Regions from separate parts of the Mus musculus genome. Here regions 1, 2, 3, 5, 6 and 7 are each linked to region 4. Evidence: chromatin contacts called from public HiChIP or PLAC-seq and promoter capture Hi-C data. All regions are on one chromosome and are shown on one strand. Each heading gives the region's core, a stretch centred on a gene start, on an enhancer-like site or on the middle of the called end of the contact. The rest is flanking DNA. Distances are from core to core; before and after follow the strand shown.

Region 1 (2,700 bases), core at 183-2,682, 960 kb after region 4:
TAATGCCAGCCCTGTGGAGGTGGAGACAGGAGGCTCTCTGAGCTCGCAGGCCGGCCGGCCAGCCACCAAAGCAGAATCAACAAGATTCGGCCTTCATCCGAGGCCCTGACTCAGAGAAGAAGATGGAGCACAACCGAGGAAGACACCCAGTGCTGACCTCTAGTCTGCACAAAGGCACACCTACATGGTGGTGTGCACTTGCACACATGTATGTATACACACAGATAGTCTCTCAAAGTTGTAAAATATGTACAACAATGACAACAAAACGAGGTGCACAGCTCAAAAGATATGGCATCTAAGGTTGAAAATAAAAAAGGGGAGGCTGGAGAGATGGCTCAACGTTAAGAGCACCAACTGTTCTCCCAGAGGTCCTGAGTTCAAATCCCAGCAACCATATGGTGGCTCACAACCATCTGTAATGAGATCCGATGTCCTCTTCTGCTGTGTCTGAAGACAGCTACAGTGTACTCATATACAATAAATAAATCTTTAATAAAAAAAATAAAAAAGGGACCAGAAGGATGGTTCAGAAGTTCAGAGTGACGATTGATCTTGCAGAAGACCTGAGTTTGGTTCCCACCACCCATGCCAGGCAGCTCACAACCATCTGTGATTTCAGCTTCAAGGGATAGATCACCCTCTTCTGGCTTCTGTGGGCACATGCCTTCCCCTACATGTAATCCCCACACACATATTTACAAAATTTAGAAAAAAAACTTATTTTATGCGTTTTGATGTTTTGCCTGTATGTGTGCCTGCCTGAGCATCACATGTGTGTCTGGAGTCCATGGAGACCAGAGAGAGCATCAGGTTCACTGAAACGAATTACAAACAGCTGTGAGCTGATACTCGAACCCATGTTCTCCTCAACGGCAGCTTTGAAGCACCCAGTTATCTCTCTAGCCTATAAAAATACAAATTTTAAAAATTAGTAAAATAAGTGCCAGGCGGTGGTGGTGCACGCCTTTAATCCCAGCACTTGGGAGGCAGAGGCAGGCGGATCTCTGTGAGTTTGAGGTTAAGCTATTCTACAGAGCAAGTTTCATGACAACCAGAGCTACACAAAGAAACCCTGTCTCTAAAAAACAAAACACAAAAACAGTAATAAAATAAACAATACCGTAATTTATGAAATTCAAGTCAGGAAGCAGGTAGTGAAAGTTTTCCCTTAATCTCTAGAACTCCCAGCAGTGTTGGCTACTTTATGCATTCTTTCTTTTCACTAGGGCTTCTTTTCTCCTTCAGCTCCACCTCCTGTTAATGACTCTTATCTGATAAGGCTGTAGAGAAAGCCCGGGACTCTTAAGCAGGATTTGAAAGGTCTCTCAGCTCTAAGAAGTGGTGCTAGCTAGCGCGCACCCTCGTGGAAGACGGTGACATTGCAGGTGTCCTGTGCCGGTGCCGGCCCCGCCCCCGGGGACAAAGGCCTTCCAGGTCACCTACCAGAGAACCTGGGTCCAGGGGAACAGATCTGACCTGAAGAGGAGGAAGTGGCGCCCGGAACCGAGCCTGGGGGTCTTGGATGCAGAGAGGGTGAGAGACCGAGGCACTGAGGACTTGGAAAGGGGTGGACGGAAGAGGCGCGTGAATGTGGGCATGCGCAGGAGCGTGGGATTCTTGGAGCCAGCTTTAGTGCCTAGAAACTACCCTGTAAGTCAGCCTGGAAGGGCTAGGACTCCAAAACAGACGCTCTTAACTTGCAGAGTTTGCTCTGTCGCCTGACTCCAAGCCAAGTGCATTGTTAGTGCACACCACGCTTTGACAACAGTGCTGTTGTCCCAGAGCGTCAGGCTTCTCAGAGTGCACACGTGGGGAGGAGAGTGCCCTGCACCCCACCGGTGGCCAAGACTGTGGAGAGGTTTGAGGGACATGAACATCTCCACTTCTTCGCAGATGGCGTCGTCGAGCCCCGATGCCCCTTGTTCCTGCGACTGTTTTGTCTCTGTGCCCCCGGCCTCAGCCATCCCAGCTGTAATCTTTGCAAAGAACTCAGACCGGCCCCGAGATGAGGTGCAGGAGGTGGTGTTTATACCAGCAGGCACTCACGTCCCTGGGAGCCGGCTTCAGGTGGGTTAGGACTTAGAAGGAGCTGGAAGGTTGAGACGTTATTCCCAGACCTTCGTTTTCTTGCTCCTGGGACGGGAGCAGATGGAGTGGAACGAGTACGGAGTTCCAGTCCACCAACCTGGACCCTTGAGTGGAGTTAGCTTCTGCTAACTCGGTTTACTTATGTGTGACCTGAGAATAAGACCTTTCTCAGGGCCATTTAAAGTGGCTGACAAAGGGTCCGGGCAGTGTAAGTTCTGGGTCTTTTTTTTTTTTTCACTGAATTCTTCCTCTCTCTTCTTTACCTCCAGTGTACCTATATCGAGGTGGAACAGGTGGGGAAGACACACGCTGTGATTCTGAGCCGCCCCTCTTGGCTGTGGGGAGCTGAGATGGGGGCCAACGAGCTTGGTGTCTGCATTGGAAACGAAGCAGTGTGGACCAAAGAGCCTGTGGGGCAGGGGGAAGCCCTGCTGGGTATGGACCTGCTCAGGTAGAGAGCTGCTCTTCAGTGCCCCACTTCCTCCCACCTAGCCTGAGTCTATTGGGCTTGTCTCTGTTGGCCTTGCCCTTGAGGCCTTTCTAAGGCGGCTGCAGTCTTATATCTTCCTAGTCTGATAAAGGACCTCCCTTGGCCTAGAGTGCTTTAAT
Region 2 (2,700 bases), core at 124-2,623, 720 kb after region 4:
TGCCTCTGCCTCCTAAGTGCTAAAGTGCTCTTAAACTCCCAGCAATCCTCCTGTCTCAATCCCGGGTACTAGGATTAAGAGGCTTGAATCTGGCCTTGGAAAGTTTGATCAGTTCTATTATCAGTTGGACATCTCAGTTATTCACTTAATCACATATTCAAGGAATTTTTACCAATAAATACTGAGAGTCAAAACGTGACCTTGTGGCCGGGCGTGGTGGCGCACAACTTTAATCCCAGCACTCGAGGCAGAGGCAGGCCGATTTCTGAGTTTGAGGCCAGCCTGGTCTACAAACTGAGTTTTGAGAGAAACCCTGTCTCAAAAAAACAAACAAAAACAAACCAACCAACCAACCAAACAAACAAACAACCAAAATGACCTTGTCCTTGCTAGAAACAAACACCAAGGATCCTGAGTGTCGTGGACACAATGAGTCATATGAAGCGTCTGTCCTTACTGGAGTTCCTAGTTCAACAATTAGCAGCAACCTACCTGAATCAGAGTAGCACCCGTGTTAAAGAATGACAGCCCAGCCGTGGTTTTTGCTTAATTCCGTTTCTTTAGACTAACTTGATAAAGGATGTTCACAGAGATGGAGAAATCCCCATGAAAGTCACCCACCGGCAAGGGCAATAAAGGGAAAACTTTGAATGTGGTGGTCTGTGTTTGTAATACTCGGCATTTGGGAAGTGAAAACAGGTAGATCAGACTTCCTTGAGACCCTGTCCACTCAACAGAACCAACAACCAAAAATAAAACAAGAATAGAGAGGGAAGGAAGGGGAAAGAAAAAAAGCAAATTCAGAAAGTGTCGATGGTGTCTACCTAGACGGTTAATCTACTGCTTTCTGAATGGAGCAGTGATTCAAACTGAGAGGTAGGAACCCCAGTCAGGTGGCAATAATAGGTAAGATTGCTGGACATTATTGAAGGTGATTTGATAAATCTCAGGTGACGAATACAATATTTTTCTTTTAAACGCAAACGGACCAAACATCAACGGGCTAGTTTCCAAACCTGCAGTGTCCTACTTTTGTAGACTGAGTAAGGAATACCAGCACGCGCCTGGAATCCAGCACTTTGACATTTGAAGCAAAAAGAAAGGCCACGAGTTCGAAGCCACCTGGGCTGCGTATCCTGTTATTAAACAAACAAACCCCACCACTACCCATCAATTTCCTAGACTGTAGAGTTATGTTCTAAGTAACAGTCGACTTCGCCTTTCCAGTCAAAAAAGAAAACAAAACTACGAAAACTCCCTACAATCCTTGAAAGTGGAGGTGGGCGGCGCGGGATTCGCGCGGTACTTTGGGATCTGTAGTTTCTGGCCGACTCTTAATCCCAAGGTGCCCTGCGGCGGGTCGTCGCGTCTGCGCAGTGCAGGCGGCGGGCCGCGCAGAGTGAGAGGCTCTTTTGTTCGGCTGAGGGGAGGGCCGTTAGCGGGGCCTGCGGTACGCCGCTTCAGCGGGACGGTCGACTTGTGGCCACACGGCTCTTTGCTCCTCTGGGCGCGCTACTCCCCTCGGACCGCCCGACGCAACGCGCGAGTAGCGCGGCACCGATTCCTCTCGGACTCTCGGGCGCTGCTACGAGGTGAAGAGGCGGGCTGGAGGCGGGGTGTGTGGGGGGAGGGGACGCGGCAACGGCGGGAGGCCGCGGACCAGCGCGGGCCGCTAACGGAAGAGCGGAGACCGAGGAATGGGGGGCGCGCCCCGGCCCAGCGCCCGCCGGGTCCGCTTCCCGCGCAGAGCTCGCGGGTTGCGGGAGTGTGGAGAGGGCGGGGCAGCGAATCCAGAGCCCGGGAGCCGAGTGGTTCGCGATGAGCGGAGCCAGCGGAGGGTTAGCTTTTCAAGAACTGGACCAAGAGCGTTTGACCCGAGTGAGGGACTCTAGAGTTGGGCGGGAGAAAGAAAACTTTGGGACGTCCATAAGGGGGACAGGTGCTTTTGGGTGTGCGTGGCAGGGACCACGACTTCGTACTCTCGAGGTTTAGAAATGTAACCTGAGAAAGCGGACACGGTGGCAATCGCAAGCAACCCCCGTAGCACTTGGAGGAAAGAGAGAAAAAGTAACCTGAGGATATTGGGTCCAGTTGCCACTATCAGAGAAGTTTCTCTTGCCAGAGTTAAGAAGAAGTAACTTCCAATAAACTTGAACAGGAGGATTTGGGCAGCTCACGGTGTGCTAGCGGGGAAGAGATTTGTTGAATCCGTCTAGGGGTGGGGGTGGGGGGTCAGGCATTTTCTTGACCTTGTCTAAAAGTGGAGTTGCTGGGATAGGTAGGGTAGAAGTCTAGAGTGACTGGTCAAATGTGGAAGAAAATAAAGGGTCCCTGGGGATGTAACTTAGTTGGTAGAATGTTTGCCTAGCCCACTGCACAGGCCTGAATTCAATCCTCTGTACCTTATAAATTCGGGCTGGGCTTGATGGCATTCATGTAGCCCTTGGGAGCGGAAACAGGACGATCAGGAGTTTAAAGCCTTGCCTGGCCACCAGGGGAGTCAAGAAAGGGTGAAAAGGCCACTTTGTGCCTTGTAATGGGTCTTCAGTGTGAGTTGGGAGGCTGTGGAAGAACACGTGTAAGGCAAGACTCATCCAATGAAAGAGATCTGTTCTTTGTGCGTAAGCCTGGGGGCCTCAGTTTACCTCTCAGGATCCAGGTAAAGGTGGAAAGAGCGAGCAGACTTCACAGAATTGCCCT
Region 3 (2,700 bases), core at 156-2,655, 680 kb after region 4:
CTTTCTAACTCTTGCTTTTCAACTATTGACCTCCCAAGCCTCCAAGGCTGTGAAATCCTGTCTGTTGTCATGGAAAGGCGCATGAGGTTCACAGGAGTCACAGCAAGCGTGGGACATCTCAGGCAGAACTTGGACGTGGATTCCGGGAGGGTAGGCTCACTGCGCCGGTTCCCACCGTCTTCCTTACACCTTTTCCATCCATAAAATGTTCTCATGCCTGCCTGTTCTACCCTGTGGATGCTCACCACGGTTGCCTTCCCTTTTCATAAACGCATAGCATCTATCTTGCACGCACCCACCATCTATCTCCACGCTCACATCAGCTGTCCCCTCCACCTCCTTGTCTGCAGAATTATGTTCAGCAAAGTCCCGATTTATAGGAAATAAATAATGAAAATGGAAGGGACTGGGAAAGATAATCGAAACATTCAAATTGTTATTTTTCACTGCACTTTACACAAGCAGAGCATCTGTAAACACCTAGAGAAGGTGTCGTCTGGTCCCTAAAAAGCTATGCCTCCAGAATACCCTGACCAAGTCCGTCTCTGTCGGCATTGCTTCATCTCTGCTCCAACTCTCCTGCTCTTGGAGGCTCCCACCATCTGACCTTTTTAAAATGGTAATTCATACCCCGCTATTGTTGTCTTTCTATCTGATTCTTATTTATCCTGCGTATAATGGCGTGTTTGTCACCACTTACGCTCTGTAAGATAATTCTAAAGACAAACATAGCAGTCACCTTCTTAAAGAAAGAAAGAAAAAAAGTCCTTGTGGTGGCAGTATGAAGGTGTTCTGAGAATGGTCTCACAGCCCAGTCCTACAGCTAGGGTCTCCTGGAAGGAGGATTTCTTCTACACTTGTAATTATTTTAGCCCCTTTCACAGGTCACATAAAAAGTTAATTTCAATCGCTGCTAATTTCCGTCCAACAAGAGCACGGTACTTTAAACCACCCAAAATAATTGGATTCAAAACAAATTTAGGAAATTGAGTGTGTTAGAAAGCAAATAAAAATATCCTTTTGGTAGGGAGGCGGGGTGAAAGTAGTAAAAATGGCCTTTTTCCCCCTCTCTCCCTTCTTTCCCCTTCGCAACTTTGCCATTAAAGTTGCACCTACAGCTAGAAGTTTGTCCGTGAAAAATGGTCATTTTGTTTCTCTGCTCAAAGAATGTTATTAAAATGCTAATTTAAAAGAAAAAGGAGTTAAATATCTAGCGATGGTGCATTCTAATTGCAGCCATAATGAGCTCTCTAAATGTGCATGCCCCTGACACACACCAAGCATAAACAGCAGTAAACAGATCATTAGTACCCGCGTTCATTTATTCTGGCGACCTTACCATGACCCCACCGAGGGTAGGGTGAAAAGCAGGTGGATCTGGCTGTGACACCCCCTAGAGGGATCCAGGAAATGAAGCTATAAGCTGTTGTCATGGAAACGCCTATGTGTGCAGATGATGTAACACACCGACAGGCTGTAGGGCCCCCGCAACTGGGACGTTCGCCTTTCCCTCGCCGGAACAATCTTGAGGATTAAATTATTCATTTCTTTAATTCACAAAGCAAAAGGAATCCTAATTTTCTTGGTGATGTGCAACTCTCTCCCATTCATCTAGGGTCTAAAACACAGCGACTTGTCCCCTCTTTCACCGAACCCACATTCTAGTCCCAAATAGCTGAATTTGGCGAAATCAAGTGTGGAAATGCAGCAGGAATCCAACACTCAGTATCTGCACTACAAGGAAAGAAAACCTATGGGTTTCTGCCCAAATTTAAAATGTAAAGTGTCCTTTCCTGATTAGGGCACCTTGGGCAGGGATTAAATGTATACTGCTTTGTTTGTTGCAAAGCAGCAGAGTTAGCCCTGAGAACTACCAAGCCCAAATTCAATGCCATGAGAACGGAGAGCCACAGCCCCTAATGAGCACCTCACCCTAGCAAGGTGCAAAACAGAGATGAGAAACAAGCAGCTGCTCACCCCTCCCACGCTCAATTGAGAGAATGGAGATTAATAAATATAATTCTTTGGAGAATGATTCCACTCTGTCCTACCCTGTTTTGTACCAAACAACCTCAATAACCTTACAGCAACAATAGAATAACTTTTCTTCTTCTTCTTCTTCTTTTTTTTTTTTTTTTTTTTTTTTAAGGAAGCAGAAAAGACGATCTCTGGAAATTATTTTAAAATAAAAAATCTCCCAGCCTGTGCCTCCCTCCCGACCCCCCTCCCCATTGCACTTTAGATGAACCTGTGATATTGTAGCAATGGCCCTTGAAGTGCAGTGGGGAAGTGATTTAGGAGAATATTAAAGGCAATGTGGAGATTCAAGGCGCCTCTCTCAGGGAGATCTGGAGAAATACGCAGCACAGATGGGCCGAGCAGATTAAACATTTCCGTCACATTGTTTCCAAATTGTGTTGCGGTGCCTGAGGCTGGTACTGCGGTCAGAGCAAAACAGAGTGGCGGAGCTGCGAGCTGCACAGTTTATGGAATACATATTAATATGCCCGTCTCACATGGTATCACAATTCTATCAGCTCTGAAATGGGGCTGCCTCTATTGTTCCTGAATTCTGCACCGGGCACCTTGTTTCCTCCCGTCTGTAAATGTTTACCTTGCCTTTCCCCTCTCTCTGGTAGGTGAAGTGTAAGTTGTCTGCTCCATTCCTGGCTCTCTTTACAAACCTGCTTCTCTTTACCC
Region 4 (2,700 bases), core at 72-2,571:
CAAAATTAATAGCTCAACAGTCTTATCTTTTGCCATGCAATTGGTACCATACTAAGTGAGCACTTTTGCAAAACATATTTATCTATGAAGTGATACGATCTAAGATCGGTCACCCAAGACACAAGCACAGACAGGCCCTAGGCCTTTTGTTCCTGTATTTGAAGGGAGTACATCTGCTTTACAAAAGTAAACCAGACAACCTTGGGGGTAAATAATAGGAAAAAAGTTCTTGACTAAGATGTTACAATCCAGAGTGATAGTGAGAGATGGTAGGAACGCAGAGTTTCAGGGACAGGTGTGAGGGACAGTTTTGGGGTGATTGGAAAGGGGGTTCAAGAAATGATCTGGAAAGTCAGGGAGGCTCTCTAGACCCGTGGAAAGGGCCATATGGTGGGGAAACGAGGTAAGGAAAGGTAAAAAGGAAGACTGACTCGAGTCTGCAACTGGGCAATGCAGGTAGAGGATGTTCCAAGCGGGGACTCCAGAAGAGATGGAGAACTGATGGGTGGGGCCTGAGGGCAGCCTTTAGGTAAGCTGGTGGGGTAGGTTAGAGGGGAAGTGCGAAGGGCGGGACCGAGCGTTACAGAAGAGCAAAAGGGTCAGGTTTCGGGTGAACGGGAGGGGGTAGGGATAAGGCATCCGGAACGGAGCTGCAGGGCTCACCGGAGGTCGCTAAGGGGCGGGGTAGGCCCGAGGGCAATCGCGGATCTGTTTGGGCTGTAGGGCCGGGCGCTGAGAGGGCGGGAGGGAGGGAAAGGGCGACACTTAAGGCCCCCGTCAGTAGAGAGGCCCGCAGGGTTTGGGCCTGGAAGACGTGAGGCGGGAGAGAGCCCCGATGGGGAAAGGTGGGGGGCGGGGAAGGTCGAGCCCTGGAGCTCCGGGGTGAGGGAGGAAAAACCCCCGGCTCACCGCTTAATCCGAAGTAGACACTGTGGCGCGGTTCGCTCGCCGTCCCAGTCCGAGCTGAGCGTGGGGTCCCAATGGCTAAGCAGCGCGGCCCCGTGGGCAGCGGCCGAGGGCGGGAGTCCTGGCAGCGGAGCCAGGCCGCTCCCCGGTCCCCCGGCCCCGCCCGCCGCCGCCGCCGCCGCCCACACATCCGGCAGAAAAGGCGGCCCGAACCCGCCGCCGCTCCCGCTAACGCCGACCACACCGGCAACACCACTCGACCCTGGGCCCGCCGCCCCGGCGCCAGCCGTCGCCGTCGCCGCCTCCTCAGTCGGACTCTCCGCCATCGCTGCTTCGCTTCCGGGACTGCTCAGCAGCACGTCCGCCGACCAGAGCGGCCGCTGCTCCCGCACCACCGAGAGCCGGGCCAGAGTGTCCCCACCCTCGGCTTCCCCAGCCCGGGTGGCGCTGGCTCCGCCCACCTCCGCCCGGACCAGCGAGAGGCGTGCTGCCAGAGCGTCCACCCACGGTCCTCCAGAGCGGGGGGCGGGGGCTAGCGGACTAGCTGGCGCTCCAGGCCAGCGCAGATTCTGCGCCCCGCTGGAGATGCTGGTAGCCTTCCATGGTTAAAGGTTTTATGTTGGGAGAGTTGATGTCGGAGAAGACAGTTCAAAGAAGATGGAGAGACCCACAGCTTCTCTTTTAAAGGGAGGGACCATCGATGTTCAATCCTAGGGTAGGACTAAGGTCCACCTTCCCTGTAGGGCAATCGAAAGAAGAGCTTGAGTAGTTTAGGGCCCTTCACATCCCTACGGCTCTGTGCTGTATCATGTCTGGTCTTCTCCCCCATCGACTACTATTGTCGCCTGACTGCGGATGGACTAAGAGGAAGAACGGAATCAGAACGTGCGAATAAAAGACCACCTCATTTGAGTTTATTCGATATTTATTTATGAAGGGCATACTAAAGGCCAGGAGCTGTTGCTAGGCATTGCCCTGGAGATAATGACACAGAAGTTGACAGCTTGGTAGAAGTCAAGCATCAGGCTTGATTCCAAGCTCAGTACCTTTTCTACCCGCTAATCCTGGAGTTACGGGTTTGAAATTCTCAATTTCTTAGAACTATATTGAGATTTGTAATACGAAAATTAACTCTGACTAAGGGGAAAAGACCTTAACCTTGTTCTACTGACAGGAATATGAGTCTGTGTGTGTGTTTGCTAACTGTAGGAAAACCAGAGGTACCGCATGACTGAGAATTTACACAACCCTTTCAGCTGGTCTGAGACAACATCCGAAACAAACACATTGATACTCTATAGCAAAGTGTATGAATAGTTTTTGAGACAAGGTTTCCAATATGTAGCTGCTTACCTCAGCCTTCTTAGTGCTGAGATGACCGGCATAAGCCACCACACCCAATGAAATATTCATATTAACTTTAGTACATTTATGAAGATTCATTCTAGAACAAACAGCCAGAGCCTCACTTTGGATCTTGTTTTTTTTTTTTTTTCTTCTTCTTTTCCTCCCGAAGAAGCCTGGCTCCTGTGGTGGCACAGCTCGTAAGCTAAGCACTAGAGAGGTTGAGGAATGATGAGGGAACTATCGTACATAAATAGTTGAGGCCACAAATTGAGTTCAAGGCAATCTGGGCAACAAAGGGACACCCTGTCTCAAAACACAAAAACCAACAAGTGAAGAGCCTGCGTTCTGGACATTTGTGCGTTTTCTCAAATGGTCTGGGGGCGGGGGTCTGGGAATAGTGAATACATTATGTTTTGAAGCTGCCATTAATTGAGTGCTTAAGGCTAC
Region 5 (2,700 bases), core at 39-2,538, 780 kb after region 4:
AAGAGTAATTGTTAAAAAACAAAAAAAGGTGAAAGTTGGAAAGAGAAGTCTTAAGCAGAAGGAAGTCTGGTGTGAGCGACTGTGATGTTCTACACTGAGGCTGTCAAGGGCAGAATGGGAAAACCCGTGGAACCCTCCTACCCAACTAATTAGCCCAACCAGCTTGAAAAGGTCACACGAAGTCTGACTCCTCTCAATGGGTATGTCTGAAAACACCTCCCTAGGCACGGTGACTTCTGACATACAATGAGAGCGCTGGCTCGAGTATAAGACACATCTGTCAGTGTTGTGAATGGCTGGCTGCCCAAGCACCAGTAACTACCTCACTGTATGTGGTCATACTCTGGCCGGGTTAGTCCACAGGCTCAAGCTGGACTTCAGGTGTGTTGTGACCCTACTGGCTTCATCCACCTCTGGGTCTTGAAAAATGTCTGGCGGAGGTGTCCTTCAGCCCATGGTTCTTTTCCCCAGGTACTATGAGGGGAAGCGGGGAACTCTTCCGAGTGGAGAGGTCTCACTGACAGGCTCTGTCTTGAGATCAAAAAGGTGACTTGAGGAGCTGGAGAGATGGCTCAGTGGTTAAGAGCCCTGGCTGCTCTTCCAGAGGTCCTGAATTCTATTCCCAGCAACCACATGGTGGCTCACAACTATCTATAATGGGATCTGATGCCCTCTTCTGGTGTGTCTGAAGACAGCGACAGTGTACTCACATTAAAAAAAAAAAAAAAATCTCAAAAATTAAAAAAAAGAGAGTTCTTCAGCACTCGGGAGGCAGAGGGAGGCGGATTTCTGAGTTCGAGGCCAGCTTGGTCTACAAAGTGAGTTCCAGGACAGCCAGGGCTGTATAGAGAAACCTTGACTCGAAAAACCAAAAAAAAAAAAAAAAGAGAGAGAGAGAGAGAGTTCTTTTTTAAAAAAGTGACTTGAACTATTTGTTCCAATGATACCTACTAGGAGGTCCTGAGGACAAAGTGAACCTAAACTGAAATTTGGGCTGTCCCAGAACAGCCACATGGAGACCTCTGTGCACCAAAGCCACAGGCGCCCTAGGCCAGAAGAGGCAGTAAGTGGGAAGAAAAGAGTAGGCTCTGGTTCACCTGAAAGACTGGGAGGTGCACAGAGGAGCCCAGAGGGAAGAATCCAAGTAGGGAGACGAGGTTCTGCAACGACGTGGGGGTCGGGCAGAAAGCTCGCCCAGAGAGAGAGGACGCACACAGAGGCCAGCCACGCAGGACTGGGCGGAGGGGCGGCGTCGCGGGGGGCGGGCACGGGGCGGGGCGGCGCTGTCAGTGCAGGCAGCGAGCGGAATGCAGCGGCCGGAGGCCTGGCCACGTCCGCACCCGGGGGAGGGGGCCTCAGCCGCCCAAGCCGGGGGCGCAGCGCCGCCCACCCGAGCCACGGAACAGCGGGTAGGGAGCACGGAGTGTGGGGTCCAGGGGCAGCAGGATCGGTGGTCGGGGGCAACTGATTTACCTCGGGCTTCTAAGCTGGGAACTTTGTGCCACCACTGCCCAGCCCCGGAGAGGGAGCCCGGGCCCAGGAAGGGGAGAAAAAGTTTGTCCTGGAGCGCACGGGCGAGGAGGCCTTGCCTGAGTGGAGTGTCGCAGGAGGGGCTGAAGTTCTGGGGAACTCGCCGCAGTTATAACCGACTTGGGTGGCCGGGATGGAAGCGAGATTCTGGCGGGACGAGGGAGGAGTGGGAGTGGCGAGGTGGTCTGGTTGGGTTCCCTTGCTCCAGAATGATGGCCGCGCGCATCTGGAACTGGGGGTCAGCTGGACATAAGGAGGCTCGTCGCCGCTGTTCCCCGGGCCTAGGTTCTGTGATACACTCCGACTCGGGCTCTGGAGCAGTCAGTGCATGACAGAACTTGGGCCCGGTAGGACCTTCTGCACCCAGCGGACTCAGCGCCCACTCCTCGGACCTGCAGTGAAACATCTGTCTGGGAGTGGAGTGGGCACCGGAAATGGTCCATGTGGCACGGGGTTGGGCTGGAACCAGCTATGGGTTGGGGATTAGCTGGCTCCATAGAGCCCTGACTCGGTGTCCACTTTGAGTCAGGGGTTCCTTTCCCTTGTCACTTTCAGGAACCTTCTCTCTACACCATCAAGGCTGTCTTCATCTTAGATAATGACGGGCGAAGGCTGCTGGCCAAGGTAACCCCTCCCCGCTGGAACCTCGAAGACAGTGCCATATGTCCAAGACAAGCGGTCCCCACCCAGCCCTTTTAACTCCACCTATAGGAGAAACTCTGCATTTTGGGTGGCAGAACAGCCCAGCTTAGATTCTCTAGAGGTCACTTTGTCCACACTATGCTTTATCAGTCTAACAGCGAGGGGCTGGGTGCGTGAGTGGGGATCCCTTCGGTTTCTTTCTCATGTTCCCTGGCGAGTCTTCTCCTTGTCCTTGTCCTGGCCAGCTGCATCCTTGGCGTGGGACGCTCCACCAAAGGGATCAGTGGATAGTTGAGCCTGCGTCCTAGGGATCTGAGTTCCTAATCCGAGTAGACAAAGTCGCCTATGTGTATTTCAGCTAGGTAAACACGAAGGACTTAGCATAATAATGTAGTAGAATCAGGTGCGATTGGGGAGACCATCTAGTCTCCCTCTTTCACTTCACAGATGTAGACAATGAAGTCTAGTGACGCTAAGTAAGTTGCCTAAGGTCACAGGGTTAGTCTCACGATTGCCACCAGGACTCAG
Region 6 (2,700 bases), core at 7-2,506, 650 kb before region 4:
GACTGTCCCAAGGCCTGGAAAGCAGTAGGGTGCCAGGAAGCAGCTCTCAATTAGGCTGCAACCCTGTTACCTCATGACCCACAGGGTCACTGGGTTGATCTCTCAGAGCTAGGTGTGTGCTTGATATGTGTATGCAAGAGGCAGTCTGCTTTTGCTTTTGAGAGCTTGATTCAGTAATAAAATATTTTCTTTTAAGTTTAAGGTAATCGAAGAATGTAACACAAAGATGACTGTTTTCTTCCAGGGCCAAGATGCTCTGAGACAATTCTACCCAACTCCAGAATCACTTTTGGTCCATGGGAGCTAAGACATGAGACAGACTGGGGACCCGGATGGCTTAGCCAAGGAATTGTCACAGAATCAGCTTCCTCTCCATTGGGTCTCTCTCTCTCTCTCTCTCTCTCTCTCTCTCTCTCTCTCTCTCTCTCACACACACACACACACACACACACACCCCTTCTGCCTTTCCCAGAAAGAACAGCTCTTTGGTTATTGTTGTCAAATGCTAATTTATTTAGTTTTCAAGACGCGGTATCACCTTGTAATTCTAGCTGACTGTGAACTCAGTAAGTAGACCAAGCTGGCCTTAAATTCACAGAGCTTCTCCTGCCTCTGCCTCCCGAGTTCTGGGGTTAAAGGTGTGCCTCACAGTACTCTAGCAAAGTACCTTATAAATGTTAGCATTTGCAGGCTAGGCTTATTGGACATGGATCTCTATGAATTTAAGGCCAGCCTGTCAACAAAGAGAGTGCTAGGTCAACCAATCCTATAGAGCAAGACCCTATTTCAAAAAATAAAACAAACTAAAACACATGTTAAAAGTTCTTTAAAAAGTATTTTAGCTGAGAGTTGCCTAAAAAAGAAAGTAAGAGCTAAGTCATCGGTAATCCACAAACTGCACAACTAGGTTTCAGTTGCGAAATGCCTGTTGCTGCTCCACCCACCCGGTCCCTGGATCTCAGCTTCCTTCCTCCATTCTGGCCTCGCACCTCAGCGCGAACTTCTGCGCGCTGCACGCGACCCCCTCCGAGTTCCCGCCTCTTTCCACTCTGGCTCCGCCTTCCGCCCAAATTCCCGGGCCCTGGCACCACCTCGCGACGCTTGCGCACTAGGGAAGGTAGGCGGAGTCTTAAAAGAGGAGGAGCTGGAGAGTCTTGAGCGGGACGGGGTGGGGCGGGGCAGGACGGGGCGGGGCGAGGCGGGGTGGGGCGGGGCGGGAAGCTGGGGGGAGGAGGCCGCGCGGGGTGGGGCCCGGCGGGTACGCGCTCGCTGCGTCGACGTGCTGACGACAGGACGCCCAGGCCGGTGTGTGTCGGTGTGTATGTGTGTGTGTGTGTGTGTGTATGTGTGTGTGTGTGTGTGTGTGTGGTGTGTGTGTGTGTGGTGTGTGTGTGTGTGTGGTGTGTGTGTGTGTATGTGTGTATGTGTGTGTGTGTATGTGTGTGTATGTGTTTGTATGTGTGTGCGCGCTCCAAGAGTGTATTTGTGTATCGGCGGTCCCGCAGGTCCCGGATGTTGCGGGCAGTATGAGGCGAGCGCAGGGGGACAGGGACCAGCAGCTGTCGCCGCCGTTCTCAGGTGAGTGTGTGTATGTGTGTGTCAAGAGTCGAAGAAGGGGTTGGCCTGTTGGGGTGCGGGGTTTTTCCTTGAGAAGTGACTAAACCCTCCCCCACAACACACACTTTTCCTAATGTACTATTCTCTGCCCCATTTCCTATGTTGGTTTCCTGGCCCGAGGAAGCCAGAGCCTAGTCAGCCGTCCGTTCTTCCTACCTCAAGCATTCTGGAAACACAAACGCGCCCCCTGCCTCCTGCCTCCCTCACCATCATATCCCCAACCCCATCCCCCTTGCCAAATAGTGAGCTGTCGCCTGCGGCGAGATGGGGAACTGCGCATGCTCGAATGTGAAGGAGCTCCGGGTGCCTGGTCGCTGCTTCAGGACGCATGCGCATTGCTGTTTTGCAGGGACCTGCGGGATAAAGAGCCCCTTGACCACGAGCCCGCCTTCTTCGCTAGACTTGCCACCCAATAGTGAGCTTGTCGCTCCGATCCGAGAGGGAGAATTTAAATTATGCGAGGGATTTAAGGACAAAGCACTATTTGCATCTGGTGTTGCCCTAGAGACTCCCAGGCTACCAACGCCTCCTAGAGCCAACGTGTCCCACGCTGACCCTTCTTTTTGAAACTTAACTGCTACTTCTACTTCTAGTATTACTTCCCTTTCCACCACTCCCGTCGTCATGCTGAAACCTTACTACAAACTTCCCCTAAGTTTAGGAGTAAGTCCAACTCGTTATTCTGGCAGGGGATTTTGATAGTCTTGTTAAAAAGGATTTGTTAAAAGGTCCATTAAAAAAGAAACTAAGGTGGGAATTTCTCTTTAGTAAAATTCTGAGTTGCCTTTACAGAGTAGCTAAGGAAGGGATAAGTGCCACACACAGACTTGAGGTAACAACAAAACAGAAATCAAGCTGTCAATCAGTAGCTTCATTTCAGCCCTTTTACTTAGTGGGACCTTTTTGGTTCATTGTGTGTGTGTGTGTAAGTTCTTCCATAGCGTTTCAGTTTAGTTATACATTTAGTTGTACAGTTTAGTTGTACATTCTGTGACAATATGGAAACAGGGGTAATCAGAAACAATTGAACAACTTGTCCAGAAGTATTAGTTTCAAATAATTTGAGCACTAATTCTTTCATAT
Region 7 (2,700 bases), core at 57-2,556, 800 kb before region 4:
CACCAGGGTGGGTGTAATTCAAGAGAGTCAGGGCAGAGTGTGGAGGTCCAAATTATGGCCCCATCACTAAACTTCCCTCCTGTAGCGGAGAGAGGAGAGAGGAGGAGAGACTCCTCACAGACTAAAGTTAATCTATCTGTGCCTATGGTGGGAAGGCTACCTCCTATTCCAGAGCCCATGCTGGGATCCTCAGGCTAGCCTATAGCGAGTCTGACCTGCCTGTTTGCACATCTGTAAAAGATGTTCAGCCTGGCCTGAACCAGGGAATCTGCATTTTAGCATGTCCTAGTATTCTGAAACAACCCCTATTGCAGCGCACCACAGGTTTCTGGCGTTGAGGTTAGACACAGTGTCTTCTTCATCTTCCCATCCAGTCCCAATAATAGTAATAATAACAATAGTTAGCCAGACAAGCATGGGGACACTAGCCTAGCACTTGGGAGACAGGTAAATCTCTGAGTTCCAGGCCAGCCTTGTCTACAAAGCAAGTTCCTGGACAGCCATGACTACACAGAGAAACTCTTATCTCAAGAAAAAAAATAACATTAACAATAGTTAATGGACATTAAATATAGACATCCCACTCTGTGCTGAATGTCCCATGTGCACTATCTTATTTGTCCCCAGCCTTTGGTCCTAGGGCATAGAGGGGTTAAGTAATAGCCAGAGGATCACATAGCTATTCAACGATGATGCTACAGTTGACAGGATGGATGAACGGATGGCCAGGCCGAGAGGGAGGAGCTGAACAGAGAATGAGTTTGTAGTTTGTAGAAGAGTGTGATATGGAAGCACACAGGCTACAAGCAGAAGGGACAAGTGTGGTTCCGTGTTAGAAGGCCACGGAAAAAGTGGAAAATCACTGTGGGTCAGTAGCTGACATTGGGGTTCGGAAGCCATTTTTCTGGCAAATCTCATTTTCCACTTGTAAGAAGCCTCGTTTTTGTTTTTTTTTTAGGGCTGGCACTTTCCAGGGCAGGCAGTGTGTTCTCAGCACTGATGGAGAGAGAGGATGGGAAGAGTACAGAGAAAGAAGAGATGGGGTGGGAGTGGCCGATCAGCAGTGACAGACAGGAAGTGCAGGAAGGAAGCACCATACCGCCCTCTCTCTTCCCATGGGGGTTGTCATCCCTGGCAAGCTGTAACCTCCAGGTCCCACATACTGTGCCATTGTGCACCTGTCACAGGAGGGAACTCTGCCAAAGGGAAGGCTGGTATTGCATCAGTGTTAAGCCTTGGGATCAAATGTTGGGGTGGCAATGGGGAGGTCTAGGCTCCTGATGTCACTGGCTCTATCAGCCAAGGAGAGAGGCTGTCCCATGAAGCAGTGCAAAGGTGGGGTGAGGCATAGGAAGGAAGCAGAGAGTCTAGGACACATCTCAGCCACATACAAGTGGCCCCGTGGGGACCGGAGCCTGCTGGAGGAGGTGGCATCAGGCTGAGTGGGGCTCCCTGGACAGAGAGGCACCTGCTCACCATGTTGCCTCTCCTTGCCCTGCTTCTCCTGATCGGGCCATCAGTGTGCACTACAGCAGGAGACAGAGAGGAACTGGCTTTTGGTGCAGAGGCAGAGTCCTGGGTGACCGTGAACCTGAAGGTACCTTTCTGAGATGGTGACCCATGATGGAAGGCTGGGAGATTCCTTCTAAGGCAGCCAGGATAGCAGAGTGCATTCTCCTAAGCACTTTAATGGCAAGACAGACTGGCCAACTCTGCTGGATGGGGAGGGTCAAGCCTTGATCTGTCCAACTACCAGGGGAGCGTTTGGCTTATACACGTGAGAGCAACAATGTGTGCTGTATAGATGGAAACATTTAGTTAGCACCTACTGTGTTCCTGGTACTGTCCTAACTGCCTTATGAAAAGTAGCCTATTTCAACCTCATGGGGAAAATGTCATTGCTATCCCATTTCACAGATAAGAAAACCGAGGTACAGAGAGGTCACAGAGCTTCTTTAAAGTGAATTGCCTCAAAAGCACAGCTTCTACTTTAGCTAGGTTCTGGTTCTATGTATATTTGAATTGGAGATTGTTTTCCAGAATTTCTTTTCAAGTGACCAACTGGAACAGGATTGCTATTTTGCCTCATACAAGGAACTAACTGCCTTTGCCTCCTGACAAACACTGGTGTTTGACAATGGTAGCGTCTACCACCCTCCTGCATACTGTTACTGGGAAGAAACAGTTTTTAAGGAATTATTTATTTTATGTATATGAATACACTGTTGCTGTCTTCAGACACACCAGAAGATCCCATTATAGGTGGTTGTGAGCTACTATGTGATTGCTGGAAATTGAACTCAGGACCTCTGGAAGAGCAGTCAGTGCTCTTAACCACTAAGCCATGTTACCAGCCTGGAAGAAATCTTAAAGTTGGAGCCCCAACCCTACTCTGAGATCCAGTATCCCTGACCTGCGTGAAGACCCTGACCTTGGAGCTCCCAGTACCTCCTCGGGGAACCACTGGTAGTCAGGGAAGATTGAACTGGAGGGTAACAGGAACCTGTGTCCCCACAGTCCCAGGATGGAAAGGACACTGCTCAGTTTGGTGTATGGTGCTTAGCCATGTGAGGTCCCTGGAAGTTCTTAGAATTGAGAGGTTAGGGATGCAGCTCAGTTGGTGAAGGGCTTGTGTAGCATACATGAAGCCCCGGATCCAATCCCCACCACCACACAAAACTGCATGGTGGTGCATTCCCA

The links. Promoter capture Hi-C pulls out the DNA fragments that hold promoters and counts their contacts. HiChIP or PLAC-seq counts read pairs in DNA pulled down with a chosen protein or histone mark. Capture Hi-C pulls out chosen DNA fragments and counts their contacts.
Region 1: a promoter capture Hi-C map of adipose tissue shows a contact between it and region 4, with 4 times the contacts expected there. The contact joins the promoter of Scrn2 here to the promoter of Ube2z in region 4. A contact is called at or near these places in 1 of 484 Hi-C or Micro-C datasets (B cells), 3 of 115 datasets of contacts at active chromatin or transcription factors (astrocytes, embryonic forebrain and microglia) and 1 of 9 other capture datasets (adipose tissue).
Region 2: a contact with region 4 is called in an HNF4G HiChIP or PLAC-seq map of pancreatic cancer cells. The contact joins the promoter of Cbx1 here to the promoter of Ube2z in region 4. A contact is called at or near these places in 4 of 39 promoter capture datasets (the 3T3-L1 cell line, the C10 cell line, the HPC-7 cell line and 1 more), 7 of 115 datasets of contacts at active chromatin or transcription factors (cardiomyocytes, embryonic stem cells, large pre-B cells and 2 more) and 2 of 9 other capture datasets (adipose tissue and macrophages).
Region 3: a promoter capture Hi-C map of hippocampal neurons shows a contact between it and region 4, with 4 times the contacts expected there. The contact joins the enhancer-like site here to the promoter of Ube2z in region 4. A contact is called at or near these places in 2 of 39 promoter capture datasets (the C10 cell line and hippocampal neurons), 3 of 115 datasets of contacts at active chromatin or transcription factors (bone marrow-derived macrophages, embryonic forebrain and neural tube) and 1 of 9 other capture datasets (adipose tissue).
Region 5: a contact with region 4 is called in a promoter capture Hi-C map of adipose tissue, with 2.5 times the contacts expected there. The contact joins the promoter of Copz2 here to the promoter of Ube2z in region 4. A contact is called at or near these places in 6 of 39 promoter capture datasets (the 3T3-L1 cell line, the C10 cell line, hippocampal neurons and 2 more), 1 of 484 Hi-C or Micro-C datasets (cortical neurons), 5 of 115 datasets of contacts at active chromatin or transcription factors (astrocytes, bone marrow-derived macrophages, embryonic forebrain and 2 more) and 2 of 9 other capture datasets (adipose tissue and pancreatic islet).
Region 6: a promoter capture Hi-C map of erythroid cells shows a contact between it and region 4, with 8 times the contacts expected there. The contact joins the promoter of Spop here to the promoter of Ube2z in region 4. A contact is called at or near these places in 3 of 39 promoter capture datasets (the C10 cell line, erythroid cells and pre-B cells) and 2 of 115 datasets of contacts at active chromatin or transcription factors (bone marrow-derived macrophages and memory CD8 T cells).
Region 7: a contact with region 4 is called in a promoter capture Hi-C map of adipose tissue, with 2.2 times the contacts expected there. The contact joins the promoter of Tac4 here to the promoter of Ube2z in region 4. A contact is called at or near these places in 1 of 39 promoter capture datasets (pre-B cells), 4 of 115 datasets of contacts at active chromatin or transcription factors (astrocytes, bone marrow-derived macrophages, large pre-B cells and 1 more) and 1 of 9 other capture datasets (adipose tissue).

The regions. Positions count from the first base shown.
Region 1 is chr11:97,028,520-97,031,219 of GRCm38.p6, forward strand. It overlaps Scrn2 (secernin 2), which reads left to right and starts at 1,433. Exons shown (of 8, transcript NM_146027.2): 1 at 1,433-1,536; 2 at 1,897-2,070; 3 at 2,361-2,542. The coding sequence starts at 1,897.
Region 2 is chr11:96,787,762-96,790,461 of GRCm38.p6, forward strand. It overlaps Cbx1 (chromobox 1), which reads left to right and starts at 1,374. Exons shown (of 5, transcript NM_001362560.1): 1 at 1,374-1,592.
Region 3 is chr11:96,740,811-96,743,510 of GRCm38.p6, forward strand. The region is part of intron 10 of Skap1 (src family associated phosphoprotein 1); the gene reads left to right. Among named protein-coding and RNA genes, the nearest start is that of Snx11, 35 kb to the right of the region's middle. Within about 2 kb of position 1,406, at least 18 of the 459 cell types and tissues checked have an H3K27ac peak or open chromatin away from gene starts, as enhancers often do. A contact at or near this core is called in hippocampal neurons, where this site is marked.
Region 4 is chr11:96,064,043-96,066,742 of GRCm38.p6, forward strand. Ube2z (ubiquitin-conjugating enzyme E2Z) reads right to left here and starts at 1,322. Exons shown (of 7, transcript NM_172300.3): 1 at 910-1,322. The coding sequence starts at 1,232.
Region 5 is chr11:96,848,588-96,851,287 of GRCm38.p6, forward strand. Copz2 (coatomer protein complex, subunit zeta 2) reads left to right here and starts at 1,289. Exons shown (of 9, transcript NM_019877.2): 1 at 1,289-1,409; 2 at 2,086-2,154. The coding sequence starts at 1,308. It overlaps Mir152 (microRNA 152), which reads left to right and starts at 1,806; the gene lies at 1,806-1,878.
Region 6 is chr11:95,412,827-95,415,526 of GRCm38.p6, forward strand. It overlaps Spop (speckle-type BTB/POZ protein), which reads left to right and starts at 1,257. Exons shown (of 10, transcript NM_001359107.1): 1 at 1,257-1,578.
Region 7 is chr11:95,260,223-95,262,922 of GRCm38.p6, forward strand. Tac4 (tachykinin 4) reads left to right here and starts at 1,307. Exons shown (of 4, transcript NM_053093.2): 1 at 1,307-1,597. The coding sequence starts at 1,478.